Linked DNA regions of Mus musculus: all the other regions are linked to region 1. Evidence: chromatin contacts called from public Micro-C and promoter capture Hi-C data. All regions are on one chromosome and are shown on one strand. Each heading gives the region's core, a stretch centred on a gene start, on an enhancer-like site or on the middle of the called end of the contact. The rest is flanking DNA. Distances are from core to core; before and after follow the strand shown.

Region 1 (3,133 bases), core at 260-2,759:
GTCCTTTTTGCTCATCCTGGAGGCTCCTGGAGCCTGGGAAAGAGTGGCCTGGCCAAGTGCTGGCTGCCCAGCCCACAGCAATCCCTCAAAAGCAGCAGCCTGTCCCTCATCGTGTATGGCTGCTTCCTCCTCTTCCTGGGAACCATGTAAATGAGCAGGGGACTGTGACCTCCACACCCCCACCCCACCCCCACAATGCTACAGACTGGCCTCCTGCCTCCAGGAGCAATAGAAGAAACTCAGAAACCATCCTCACGGCCCCCCACCAACCCAGGGGCACAGCTGTGCCGTCTGACCCACACCCATGATGCAGGTTCCCTGGTGCAGGTACTTCAGTGTGCCTTTTTTTTGGGAGAAGGAAGCAGTGGCAAACTTTCCAGCTTCCTGGGAGCAGAACGTGTCTCTCCTGGAAGACTGACAAGTTGAAGCCTCCATTCAGCCATGGAGAAGAGGGAAAAGGGAACAGAAAGATGCAGGGAGTGGGAGGGTGCCTTCAATTTTTAAAAGCACTTACCTTTGGGCAGATAAGGTAGAGCGAGGAGGAAGTAGAAGATATTCCTAGGGTGGAAAGCAAGGAGAAGGAGCAACGGAAGACTCAACAGTAAGGACTTACCCAGAATATCAAATTGAAGAGGAACATCGTGTACTTCAAGCAGCAGAGACAGCCCCTGGCCATGTTGCACTTCTTAAATTCTAGGAGGAACACAAAGGACAGGTCCAGGTAAAACACCACGTACTTGCTGCCTTTGGGTGCATTGTACTTGTCAGTCTTAATGCCGGCCTCCGTGCGGCTCTGACCCCGCGAACCCGCGGTGCCGTAGAAGGCGCCAGCCGTGAAGCCGCGGCCGAACGGGCGGCCAGAGGTGGACGGCTTGGCAAAGTCCGAGTCCTTGCTGTCCAAAGATGGACTCCGGTGGATCGAAGAATCCTCGCTACTCGACTTCTCCATGCTCGCCTCGTTCCCGGGGGGCACGAGGGGCGGGGGGCATTGCTCCCAGAGTGGGACGGAGGGGGCACCCCGGTCGGGCACGGGTTCTGAGCAAGCTGGCTGTTGGAGCTTCGCACGCCCCCTCTCTGCACCCGCGAGCAATAGCGGAGCAACCAACTGCCGGGGGTTCACTGCCTCTGGGACGGCGCCCCGCTCCCAGCCTTAGCCCGCTGGCCCGGGAGGGCTCTGCGGCACTGTTATAAGCACGCTTGGGGAGCCGGCTCGCCTGCGTAACTAGGCTTCTTTAGGGAGGCTGCAATTTGACTGCTCTTTCCCGGGCGGCTGCACCACCGACCGGACGCAGCACTCGAGGCGAAAGGGCGCTGGGATCCAAGCTCCGCAGGCACGCCTCTTCCAACCCGGAGCCCCACCACTTTGCGGGCGCTCGGCCTCCCTTGCTCCGCGACTTTGCGGAGCCGCTGCCGGCCCTGGGCTGCCCGGGTGCGCCGCGGGCAGAGAGCCTCGGATCCGCTGCAGCTGCAACCGCTGGGCTTGCCCTGCGAAATTCCAGCCCTGACTCTCGACTCTGAAATCGCCTAGAGCCCCTTCCCCGGGCTCTGGGCCCCGCCCCCTGCTTTGCATCCGACCAATGGGCTCAAGGTCTGCCTGGCTCCGGTAGGGGAGCTACCCCCCTCCCCAATGACACAATATCTTTAATAGGATTAGCGGTCTGCTTGTGTGCCTAAACTAGTGTGCCCAGAACCCTTCTAAATGTCAAGGGCTCGCTCAGTGGCTAGGAATGAACTAACACCTCCATGGGAAAGCACTGGTTTCTTGCCCCAGCAAGGGCCGCGACTAGAGGAGGGGGAGAACTGGAGACACCAAGAACCCTAGGAAGCCAGAGGATAGGTCTGGGGGGAAAGGCTGGAAGGGAAAGAAACGGTGGCCACTACTAGGCTGGCCTCCGCCCCCTAGGAACGTCGGGCCTGTCTAGCCTGGGGCACATGGTCCCAAGCAGTACCTTTACACACACACACACACACACACACACACACACACACACACACACACACACACACACACACACACACACCACGCTTTTGCACACGTGAGAATGGCTACTGCGCACTGGTAGAGGGGCCGCAGCAGAGACGCAAGGTGTAGGAAAGCGCCCTCAGGCCTCCGCGGGGCGCGCCGCCCTCCCTGCCCCCTCCACGCGCACACGCACGCGCGGCTCCGAGAGACTCCTGCAGCTGCGCAAGCCCCCGCCTCCGCGTTCCCGAGTGGGACGGCGGGCTGCAAGGGGCAGGCGGCTCAAGTGGGGCACTGCTTTTTGCCAGCAGAAGAGCAAGGTAGCAATGCTTTTTTGGTCACACCCGAGTCCTCTCGGAGCCGAGGTCAGAGAAAAGACAGGAGGTATGTGCCTGCCAGAGGAACATCCAAAAACAGCCCTTCATCCTCTTGTGAAGCGCTGCAATGAAGACAGCCTCCTCTGGGCTTATATGCAGAAGTCTGCATTGCTGACCTGGGGCCACCACGGTTTGCAAATGATAAAAACTAGAAGACTGAGTGGGGTGGGGGTGCGGGGGTTAGACACTGAGTCTCTCCTTTGTGCAGTGAGTCAGTGTGGGAGCTAAGTTTTACCAGGCTCCCAGCAGCTAACAAGGAGCTCAGCCTCTGGAAGGTACTCCATAGGGACGGCTAGATGGAGTCTACTCTGCAACCCCCAACCCTCTATCCTGAGCCCCAAGGGGGAGCCCTTGAGGAAACACCATAGTACTACTGCCTGCCCTTTGGGCAGCACAAAATCTAGTTAGGACAGGAAGTTACTGGAGGCACAGATAGACTCAGATGGTTGTGGCTATGCCCCGAGGGGTGGGGGGTGGGGGCAGTGATTCCAACTAGGGGGAATTCACCTTCACTTTGCCCCACCACCACCCTAGAGGTGATAACTCTGAGATCTGTTTTGACTCTTCTGGGTCCCTTCTGAACTCAGAAGCAAAGCTCTGTGTGAACAACCACCACTGGGTCTCTCCTTTGGGGACCAATGGTCCTGAGATACTGTCTGAAAAAAAAAAAAAAAACAAAGACAAAAGAAAAAAGAAGCAAATGTCTAGCTGGCTCCCGTGAGAGTGCTGAGCTCTTTGACCAGGACATCTAACACCTCCTGTCCTCTTCAGCCTCACCTGCCTGCTCCAGGATACA
Region 2 (3,133 bases), core at 275-2,774, 390 kb after region 1:
ATGCAGGACTGAAGCTGCTGTGCTGTGCTGTTTAGGTAATGGTGTCAAGAAATGAAATCTGAAAGCTGGGTGTGGTGGCGCACACCTTTAATCCCAGCACTGGGGAGGCAGAGGCAGGCGGATTTCTGAGTTCGAGGCCAGCCTGGTCTACAAAGTGAGTTCCAGGACAGCCAGGGCCATACAGAGAAACCCTGTCTCGAAAAAACCAAAAAAAAAAAAAAAAAAAAAAAGAAAGAAAGAAAGAAAGAAAGAAATCTGAACATACTAGGTACAGTCCCATTTTTTTTTTTTTTTAATATTTCCTATGGTAGGCCTGGCGGCGGGGGTGGGGTGGGGCTGCTAATACTGTTAACACTAACAGTTCCAGAGCCTTAACTGTGTGCCTGTCATCGTTCTACCTGCTTAATGTGCATTTATTTATTTAAATGACGAGAAAAGCATCAACTGCCTAGGAAAGAAAAAAAGTAGGTAGAAATTGCTTTTGTATTTCAACGAAGAGGTAACACTACAAAGTCGCCAGACACCTGAGTCAATTCTGGGTAGGCACAGTAGAAGCCTCGCATGGTCCACACTGATTATGGGGTATCTGCGGTAGGTTGGAGGCAGCAGAGATATCTACCGGTTAATTCCAGTGTAGGAGCAATACAACAGTGTGGCAATAGCAGCCAAGAGTGTGGGCAAGCATGGTAGCATGGGGAATGGGGGGGGGGGGAGGGAAAGCTATAGGTAGAGGGATATTATTAAATGCAATTTACAGGTTAAAAAATGGGCTTTGAAATGTAAAGATGTTTTGCAAGGGAATTGCGGCTACGAAAGGAAATAACGCGGGAAACAGGCTTTTACAACCTCCTATCCTGACAATCACTGAACTGTGCAAGAGAACCAACAACCTGTCTTCTTAAAATTAATGATAAAAAAATAAAATATGGCTGGAGTGATGACTCAGCGATAGGACATTAGCTCTTCCAGAGGAATGGGGTTTAATCCCCAGCAGTGGCAGCTCACAAATGTCTCTAACGCCAGTTCTAGGGGACCCAGCGTTCCTCTTCTGGCTTTTACGGGCACTGCTCACACACGGTACACAGACACACATGCAAGCAAAACACTCTACACATAAATTTTAAAGCTAAAACAAAAAATAACTACTAGAGGCTCTGGCCCAACTAAGCCTCCTGCAGTGACGGTCTCAGAGCGATACTGTCAATCAAAATTTTCTGTTCCGCACGCCATGTTGACTCCAGTGCGCAAGCGCACAACACGCCATCGTGTCGTTCCCACCACCCCCATCTCGCTCCGCCCAAATGCAGTGGTTTGCAGTGCGCATGCACTCACCGCGTCGTTATCCACGTCTCCGAGGCAGATGGCGTGCGGGAAGAGACTCCCGCTGAAATCCAGCGCCACGCGCTGCACATAACTAACCGACCTCATGGCACTCTGGAGGGCTGAGGTGCCGGGCCACTGCACCAAAACGACCCCCGAGCCCTCAGGACAGCCGTGCACGCGTGTCAGGCCACCGAACCGGAAGTCTACGTCACCGCTTAAGCCTTGAGTTCCGGCTTTCTTCCCCTAACCTTAGGGGAGGAGGCGGGCCTTCCGTGCCAGGAGCTGACTTGATACCTGGGGCTTGACCTTTTTCTCTGAGGGGGATTCAGACCATCCCTCGGGTCATAGTAATAGCCGTCATAATTAACAGCTTTGTTTTCCAACAATTTTTATGAAATTCCCTAATGGAGTTGTCAACGCAATGTAGTGGATTACAACCCACGTTAAAAAAAAAACAAAAACAAAACTTAAGGGGCCAAAAATAGAGCTCAGCAATTAAGAGCACTGGCTGCTTGCTCTTGTAGAGGACCCTGGGAAGATTCCTAGCCCCGACATGGTGCTCGCACCCATCCATCTGTAATTCCAGTTCTAAGAAGTCCGACGCCAGACAACCTCTTCTGGCTTCCCAGGCACCTAGGTGATGCACACATACACATGTAGCAGGAGAGCCACCACAAAGATTTTAAAAATATGAAAACAGACAAAGAGAAAAAGATCTAAGTAGTAAATCGTGTTATTTTGTTAAAGCCTTGTTTTGGGGATATATATATATATATATATATACCCTGGATTATAATGAAAAAATTATGCTGTGTACTTTATGGGCAGCAGTTTGAAAAATACCTATTGCAAAGCACACCTTACATGTATTATTTAATCAGCAAAATTATGTAAGCTTTATTGTTTCTTCAGGTGAGGAAACCATGTTCATCAAGATTGAGTAACTTTGCAGAAAGTGGTAGACGTGAGATTCAAACCAAGATGTCTGATGTAAAATGTTAGAGCTCTTTTGTCACTATTGCAGTTCCCATGGAAGTGAAGGCTGCTGGGATTCTGGACCCGAGGCATGATGTAGCCCCACCCCAGCACAAAGAGACCTGTTTCTAGTGGCCTTACTCTAGTTTAGGTGGGGCCATTATTCTCATGACTGGGGCTGCTTGGGATACTTTCCCTGATAAACCAGGTTCTGCCTTTCTTCTGAGATGTGATCAAGGCAACAGGAGTGTTAGTTAAACTACATGTGGTAGTGCTCGCCTGTAATTCTAGCACCTGGGAGGCAGAGGCAGGAGGATCAAGAGATCAGTATCAGCCTTGGCTGTGTAATTCTATGTCAGCTTTGGTTACATGAGACCCCATCTCCAACAAAAAGTCAATAAAAACAAAAGACACTCGATAGAAATTCCTGTAGTCCTGGCGCTAGGGACGCAGAGGCAGCAGTTCAGGATTATTGTCAATCACATGCAGTCTGAGGCCAGCCTGAAACACACTGAGACTCTCTTAAGGAGGAAAACCCTTTAGTTTTACATGTGCAAGCTAATCTACATTTGGCTTCTCATCTTAGGGGGTGCTGGACCAGAGATGTCCTACGTTCTATGTCAAAGGTGGTGAAAGAAGTCTGAGATGAGAGACCTTTCTACCCTAGAGGAAAGGATGGATTTGGTTTTCGTGGCTCTGACAGCTCAAAGTAGAAAGGAAAAAGGCACTGCAGATCCATTCCCAGTTACCAGTCCCTGTTACTGGTAGTGAGCTGTGGGGATGGCTACAACCCTTAGAAGGTCTAAGTCACCTGGGTATACCCGGTGCTATAAAC
Region 3 (3,133 bases), core at 292-2,791, 340 kb after region 1:
GCGATAGAGGCAAGGCCTTGCCCCTGCCACTCAAGCCGCCTGCTATCCTGGCACTTGTGTGGCTCAGGGTACCCCAAGCCGTCTGAGGGAAGCTAGCAGGCAAGGGCTGAGCTGTGCCCTTTGACCTAATTATGTCAAGATGATAGCCGCATCTAAGCCACACCAGGACCTATGCAAGCAGTAGGATCCCCCAGAGTCCGAGTCCTCCACTCCCTGCTGGCAAGTGAAGTGGGTGTGACGAGCCATGAGGACCAGGAAGTGCCCATTAGTCACTCGGTGCTCCTGGCAGGGTAACCCTTATAAATGGTGTCAGCTCCCCAAGTTGTCCTGTAACTATAAATGTAAGCGTATTTCCTTAGCTCATTATCCAGAGATGGCCAGGATGGGGAGAGGGACGGGGTTGCACTTTGCTTCTGCTTGTGGCCTCTGGGGGAAGGACCTGCAGTGCAGTCTCTCCACACTGTGGGTTCTGCTATAGGCTTCTAGAGATACAGGTTGCCGTGCCAGGATCCTGCTTACTGCCCTTTCCTCGCAGCTCCCCAAGTCTCCAAGTCAGTGGTACTGCATGAAGAAATCCTGCTGTGAAAGCCTATTGGATTCGGGTGTAGGGAGATGGGTGTGCCTGAAGCAAAAGCATGGGTACTCACAGGAGTCCTATTAGGTGTTTCTCTGATAGTGTTCCCAATCATGCCAGGGAGTCTACCACTGAGATCTCAGGCTGAGGCCTGAGAAGGAGAAAGTGACCCCTCACTTGCCTGGCTTCCTTAGCTTGCTCCTGAGCTTTGCAAAAAACCACCCTAGACCCCACTCTACAAGCTACAGAACAACACTACTGTAACTACCTACTAAATAAAGCCCGTGGCACTGGTCTTGGAATTGAGCGAGAGGTGGAGCCTGGGGGTGATGGGCAAGGCCTGCCCCTGCTGCATGGGCCTTCCACAGATGCTCTCTCCCGCACCCTTCTTGGACTCTGAGGTTGCCAGCTTTGTCTGTTGCGATGATTCATATCTATAATCTCAGCCTTTGAGAGGTAGAGGCTGGAGGATCAGCCCTCTATGCTACATGAGATCCTGCCAACAGAGTCCAGTTCCCACTGTTCCCTGCCCTGCCCACCTCTTCCTTGCCACCCCAGACCTTGTTCCATGGGACCAGACTCTGACTTAGGTCCTTGTTGATCCCTTGGTAACAACAGCAGTTATAGTCCTCCAATTCCCTCCCATTCCATTCAGTATTCAGGCCTGAAAGCCGAAACTGTTGTAGGTGTCTCATTACCACCTCTATCCCAGCTCCAAGCCCAGGAGCCAGCCCCCTTCCTGCTCCTGAGCCTTCCCAGGCAAGGCTCTCGCTCAGCAGCTCCTGTTACCAAGTTTGTAACCAGAACTGACAGCGAAAAGCATCAGGGACTGAGGAGCCTCCCAGGACAGGCAAGGGCCTCCTCCCAGCAGCACCAGTCAGGAAGCATCACCATAGCAACCCTAGCAGCAAACAATGGTACCAGAAAGGGCTTTCCTCCAAAGCCGCCTCTCCTGGCTCTGTGGCTCAGAGGAAGAATGGCCAACATCCCGAAGAAAACATCCCTCCAAAAGTCAAGCCTGAGCCAAGTATCTCGTACCAGGGAGCCTTTCCTGAAGGTAGAGTGGGGCCCAACAACGCAGCCAGCCTTTCAGGTTGTCCTGAGCAGTAGTCTCTGGTACATAAGCCAGTTTCTGCTTTCATCCTGTGGTACCCTAAGTTGGAGCTCAGAACAGAAAGGAGAAGCCTGGGCAACAGGTTGAAGAGGCCTTATCTAAAGGACTTGGGATCAGAAATGTGCTTAGCTTTGGGATTTACTTTTGGATTTTGGAGTATGTGTATGTATGTCAAACTATGTTGGGCAAGGACCCCAAACTTAATATAAAATTCCTTTGTTTCATATGTACCTCGTACACAGCCTGGAGGTGATTTAATGCATGCAGCATTTTTAGGATGTCTATGATTTGACTGAGGCTCATCACAAAGGTCAAATGTGGAATTTTCCACTTTGAGACGCCATGCCTTTGCCCAGGGTGGGTGGGTGGATATTTTTTTAGCATTTGTGATACATTTTCAGATTTTAGGGCTTTTCGTTTTGTTGAGGCAGTCTTGTTATGTAGCTCGGGCTAGCTTGATACTATCAGCCTGCAGTATCTCTGTCTCAACCTTCTCAAGGGCTGGCAGTATAAATCTGTGCCAGTATGACCAGTTTTGGTTTTGTTTGTTTAATTTTGAGACAGAGCCTCCCTATATAGCGCTGGTTGAAATGCACAGCTGGACCAGGTTATTGCCAACCCTGTGGAGTGCTGCCTCCTAACTGGAGTTACAAGCACTTACTGTCATGCCTGGGATAGACTAGGCATGTTTGTGTTAGCTCACAGACCTCTCCTCTTGTAGAAGACTTAGGGAATTCGGTCCAGCGTGGCATGCCTTTCATTTTAGCATTCTCCAGCCTGCTCCACAGGGGTACATGTGAGACCTCGCCTCACAAAACCGGGAGGAAGGAGAGAGAGAACAAACATGCAGGCGGCCACTGAGCCGACTCGGGTGCTGAGATCAGTTGCTGCACCTGACAGCCTGAGTTCCAGCTCTAGAATGCACACGGTGGAAGAACAGGCTCCTACAAGCTGTCCTCGGGCCTCCACATGCATGCTATGACATGTGTGTGTTTACACACGCACTAGGGTTTCTGATTTTAAGAAGTAAGACTTGGGGATGGTACCGAAGAAACTGGTGGGGGTATTGGAGTGAGGAACGCCCTAGAGAGGCTGAGAGGGAGGGACATTTCTGTCCTGGGCTGACTATGAACAAGCTCTTCGCCGTGTTTCATATAGCTAAGTACACTGAGTTTGAACACAGCTTAAACCCGAACTCTACTCAGTTGAGACCTTGTGTGAATTCCTTACTGCAGCAGAGTCTTTCCACATGTGACATAGGGACTTGTCAGTTTTCTACTGCTGTGACAAGATACTCGTGGTAACTCAAAAGAAGACAGGGTCACCTGGGCTCCTGTGTGTGGTCATTTGGCCCTGCTGCTCTAGACCTGTGAGGCAGCACATGGAAGAAGAGTGTGGAAAGAGACAGGAAGGATCGAGGGTCCCACTGTCCCCCTTAAGAGCAT
Region 4 (3,133 bases), core at 372-2,871, 320 kb after region 1:
TGTCAATCAACTGGAAATTAAAGAGTCGATTTCTTTCTTTGGAAGAAAAGGTGGGGGAGGAGGCATTAAAGCTTAAAGCTTCAAGTCCAGGAGATGAAAACAAAACAAAACAAAAACCTGCCAGCTGGTCCCAGTTTCAAAGTCAAGTCCTTGTTCCCTAAAATCATGAGTCATGGAAGGCAGAGTCAGATGGGTCTGTATGAGTTTGAGGCTAACCTGGTTTGAATATCGAGTTTCAGTCTTGCTTCATAAGACCTATCTCAAAAAATAAAATAAAAATAAAATCACATCCCTAAGAAATTTACTTCTCTAAAAATCATTTCGTTAACAACTAAATCCCTCAACTGAACGCGATATCATTTGATTTCAACCGGATACACGCTGAATTCTAACTTTCCTACCCCGACCTTACCCTTGTAAATGGATCTTCGGTTCCCAAAATGGAGAAGTTGTAAACAAATTTCAGAGAGCAGCTATCATGTTTATAGAATTTAGTTGATGAAAGATTAAAACAGGTGACGCCTTGGGAGGCAGAGGTAGGGGGCAAATGTTCAAAGTCCTCCTTATTAACTTATTATTAAGTTTCAGGGAAGCCTAGTCTGGATGGGACCCACGGGGGGTGGGGGGGTCGCTATTCCGTCTTTATAACTTTGTAAAATATGGTTTCGGATCAGTTAAAAACCAGTTTAAACGTCAGACCAAATCCTAACACGCCAAGCCTTTATCGCTGTGGTAATGGAATGGTAAAGGAAGAATGTAGTTGGCGTGTTTGATTTTAATCCTCACACCATGCCAAAGTTTTGAGCCAGTGATTTCACACGGCCCCCCATTAACTTTTCGTTAGCCTAGCTGACAAGAAATGAACAGGCTGAGATTGCAGCCCGTTTGTCTTTCCAAGCTCACCATGTGAACCAGGCAAAAAGAGGGGTATTGGTAGAAAAGCCAGGGGCACGAGCAAGAGTACGGATCAGTCTAAACTAAGTCCTGATTGAAAGAACTGCTAGAACTCAGGGGAAGGAAGAAAGAAGAAAAGAACAGTTTTGCATTTTCAGCTCTCGGACTCGTTCCAGAATTCCGCAATGACTGCCAAATGCAACGGCCTTGGAACCAATTAACCATCACTCGCGACCTTCCGCGTCGACTCCCAAGAGTGCCCTCCTTCCAGCTCAGTTCTGATCCTACTCGTGAAAGACATGGGGGAGGGCGAACGCATTGCAAGTAAGGGAATCGAGACCCCAGGGGAGCAGGGCGAGCTGGTCCAGGGTAAACTCCAGGGGAGCGGCTCAAGAGTGCTGGCGGCACGGGATGCACAGCGCATTGCAAATGAGGGAATCGGAGGCCCTTGGGGAGTAGGGTGAGCAGGTTCGGGGTAAATTCCAGGAAAGAGACGCGAGAGCGCTCTGGCGACGCGGGGTGTGCAAAGCGCCTGCTCAGCTGGGGACCCGATCTTGGCCTCCGCTCTTGCCCGCCCACCCTGGAGACCCCAGCCCGCCCCACCGCCGCCTGACCTGTCCCCGCGGGGTCCGGGTGCGCAGCGCGCCGCCTCCATACCCGCCCGACCGGTGGCATCAGCGTCCAGACCCCGAGACGCCGCCGCCCGGCTGGAGAGGATGGAGGAGATCGGGCCCCGCCCCTGACAACCACACCCCGCACTGTCGCCGACGCCCATTGGTCCAGTGCCCTACGCTCCCCTCTCACTGGCAAATGGCGTTAGCCATGATGCTGGAGGGTTTCCAGGGGGCGGGAGGCACCGGGAGGCGAAGGCGCGTGCGCTAGATCCGGGAGCAGCCCCCCGGGGTTGGGTCGGAAGAGTCTGCTGCTCCATTCCACCGCTCCGGGACTGGCCCCCACAGAGCGATCCCCAGCACCCCTCTGTGGCACCGAGAACATCCAGGCTGCTGCCTTGGGTTTTCTACTCTTTATCACCTGAAGCCTCAGCATCTGACCACCGACTCTGGGATAGCCGAGGCCTTCAGCCTCCCAAACCAGCCTTTGCCCAAAGCCCGACTGAGGGATCCCTACCTGGGGACCTTCAGCAAATGTCCTTATTTAGTGAGGGTAGCAGCTAAGCTGTCCTCTCTGCAGTAAATCATGCCTCCAGCCATCAATGCCTTTGTGGCTTTGGTCCCTATAGGACTTTATGACCAGAACTATAGCATATAAACTTAATTAGTAAGGCCAAAGTCACACTGATGTTGAATCCAAAAATTCACTTAAAAAATAATGTATTTATTTTGAGACAGGATTTCACTATACTATCCTCGGTTGGTCTGGAACTCTGAGATCCTACTGCCTCTGTCACCCTAGTGCTAGAATTAAAGGCATGTGCCATCGTGCCCTAGGCTATTATGTGTATGTTTCACCTATGTGTATGTCTGCATATCATATGCATCCCTGGTGCCCAAGGCTGTCAGATACCCCGGAACTGGAGTTACAGATGGTTGTGAGTCACCATGTGGGTGCTGGGAATAGAACTCGCGCCTCCGGGCATCCAGGGCTCATAACTGCTGAGCCACCTCTCCAGGTCCCAGAAATTAATTTTTGAAAACTAGGGAATATGATACCTGCACACATAGGCTAGGAAAGCATTGCACTCACTTAGCCCCTCTCCCTGTGGGACTCTGGATTGCTCCTTTGTGTGTGTGTGTGTGTGTGTGCTACAAATCTTCACTCATAAGCTCTGCTTGGTCTAGAAAGGGCTAGTGCTAAATGAGTAGGGTTGAAAGAGATGCTATTTGAATGAGTAAGAGGACCACTGAGACAGGCACATCCACACTACCCACACTAGAGTGTGAGCTTCCACTTTATGTACACATAGGATAAGTTACTGATAGGAATCCATTTCTCCACCACATGTGATAGCGTCATATTTCTTCCACTGTAAACACATCTCAAAACACAAACCTAAAGTACTCATCCGTCCCCTAGCTCTCTGACCCCATCGTATTCACCAACACAGGCCTGGCTTGGGACCCTTTGAGCCAAGGCTGTCAACCATTAAAAACCAGAGCTCTCTCTTGATTTTCTCCAGTCGCTGAGCCTCACACTCGGTACCAACAGCGTGAGATGAATTAGTTCGAGGCAGAAGACTAATAAGCATAGACCTTTTATAGATGGGCACGAGGCTGCATTA

The links. A called contact is a pair of places that touch in the nucleus more often than the background predicts. Capture Hi-C pulls out chosen DNA fragments and counts their contacts.
Region 2: a Micro-C map of palatal mesenchyme shows a contact between it and region 1, with 1.9 times the contacts expected there. The contact joins the promoter of Itfg2 here to the promoter of Tspan9 in region 1. A contact is called at or near these places in 1 of 39 promoter capture datasets (cranial neural crest), 1 of 15 datasets of contacts at CTCF or cohesin (the NIH/3T3 cell line), 2 of 484 Hi-C or Micro-C datasets (cerebellum and palatal mesenchyme), 3 of 115 datasets of contacts at active chromatin or transcription factors (bone marrow-derived dendritic cells, memory CD8 T cells and pancreatic cancer cells) and 1 of 9 other capture datasets (embryonic stem cells).
Region 3: a contact with region 1 is called in a promoter capture Hi-C map of pancreatic islet. The contact joins the promoter of Tex52 here to the promoter of Tspan9 in region 1. A contact is called at or near these places in 3 of 484 Hi-C or Micro-C datasets (embryonic stem cells and palatal mesenchyme), 3 of 115 datasets of contacts at active chromatin or transcription factors (embryonic stem cells, extraembryonic endoderm stem cells and pancreatic cancer cells) and 1 of 9 other capture datasets (pancreatic islet).
Region 4: a contact with region 1 is called in a Micro-C map of embryonic stem cells, with 2.6 times the contacts expected there. The contact joins the promoter of Tulp3 here to the promoter of Tspan9 in region 1. A contact is called at or near these places in 1 of 39 promoter capture datasets (cranial neural crest), 4 of 484 Hi-C or Micro-C datasets (embryonic stem cells, palatal mesenchyme and uterus), 3 of 115 datasets of contacts at active chromatin or transcription factors (embryonic stem cells, extraembryonic endoderm stem cells and pancreatic cancer cells) and 1 of 9 other capture datasets (liver).

What each region holds. Positions count from the first base shown.
Region 1 is chr6:128,033,553-128,036,685 of GRCm38.p6, forward strand. It overlaps Tspan9 (tetraspanin 9), which reads right to left and starts at 1,510. Exons shown (of 7, transcript NM_001379136.1): 1 at 614-1,510. The coding sequence starts at 949.
Region 2 is chr6:128,423,386-128,426,518 of GRCm38.p6, forward strand. Itfg2 (integrin alpha FG-GAP repeat containing 2) reads right to left here and starts at 1,525. Exons shown (of 12, transcript NM_133927.1): 1 at 1,333-1,525. The coding sequence starts at 1,428.
Region 3 is chr6:128,373,969-128,377,101 of GRCm38.p6, forward strand. It overlaps Tex52 (testis expressed 52), which reads left to right and starts at 1,542. Exons shown (of 3, transcript NM_027697.1): 1 at 1,542-1,631. The coding sequence starts at 1,551. It overlaps Foxm1 (forkhead box M1), which reads left to right. Exons shown (of 8, transcript NM_008021.4): 8 at 1-1,918.
Region 4 is chr6:128,354,230-128,357,362 of GRCm38.p6, forward strand. Tulp3 (tubby-like protein 3) reads right to left here and starts at 1,622. Exons shown (of 11, transcript NM_011657.2): 1 at 1,509-1,622. The coding sequence starts at 1,549. It overlaps Rhno1 (RAD9-HUS1-RAD1 interacting nuclear orphan 1), which reads right to left. Exons shown (of 3, transcript NM_001326585.1): 3 at 2,771-3,133.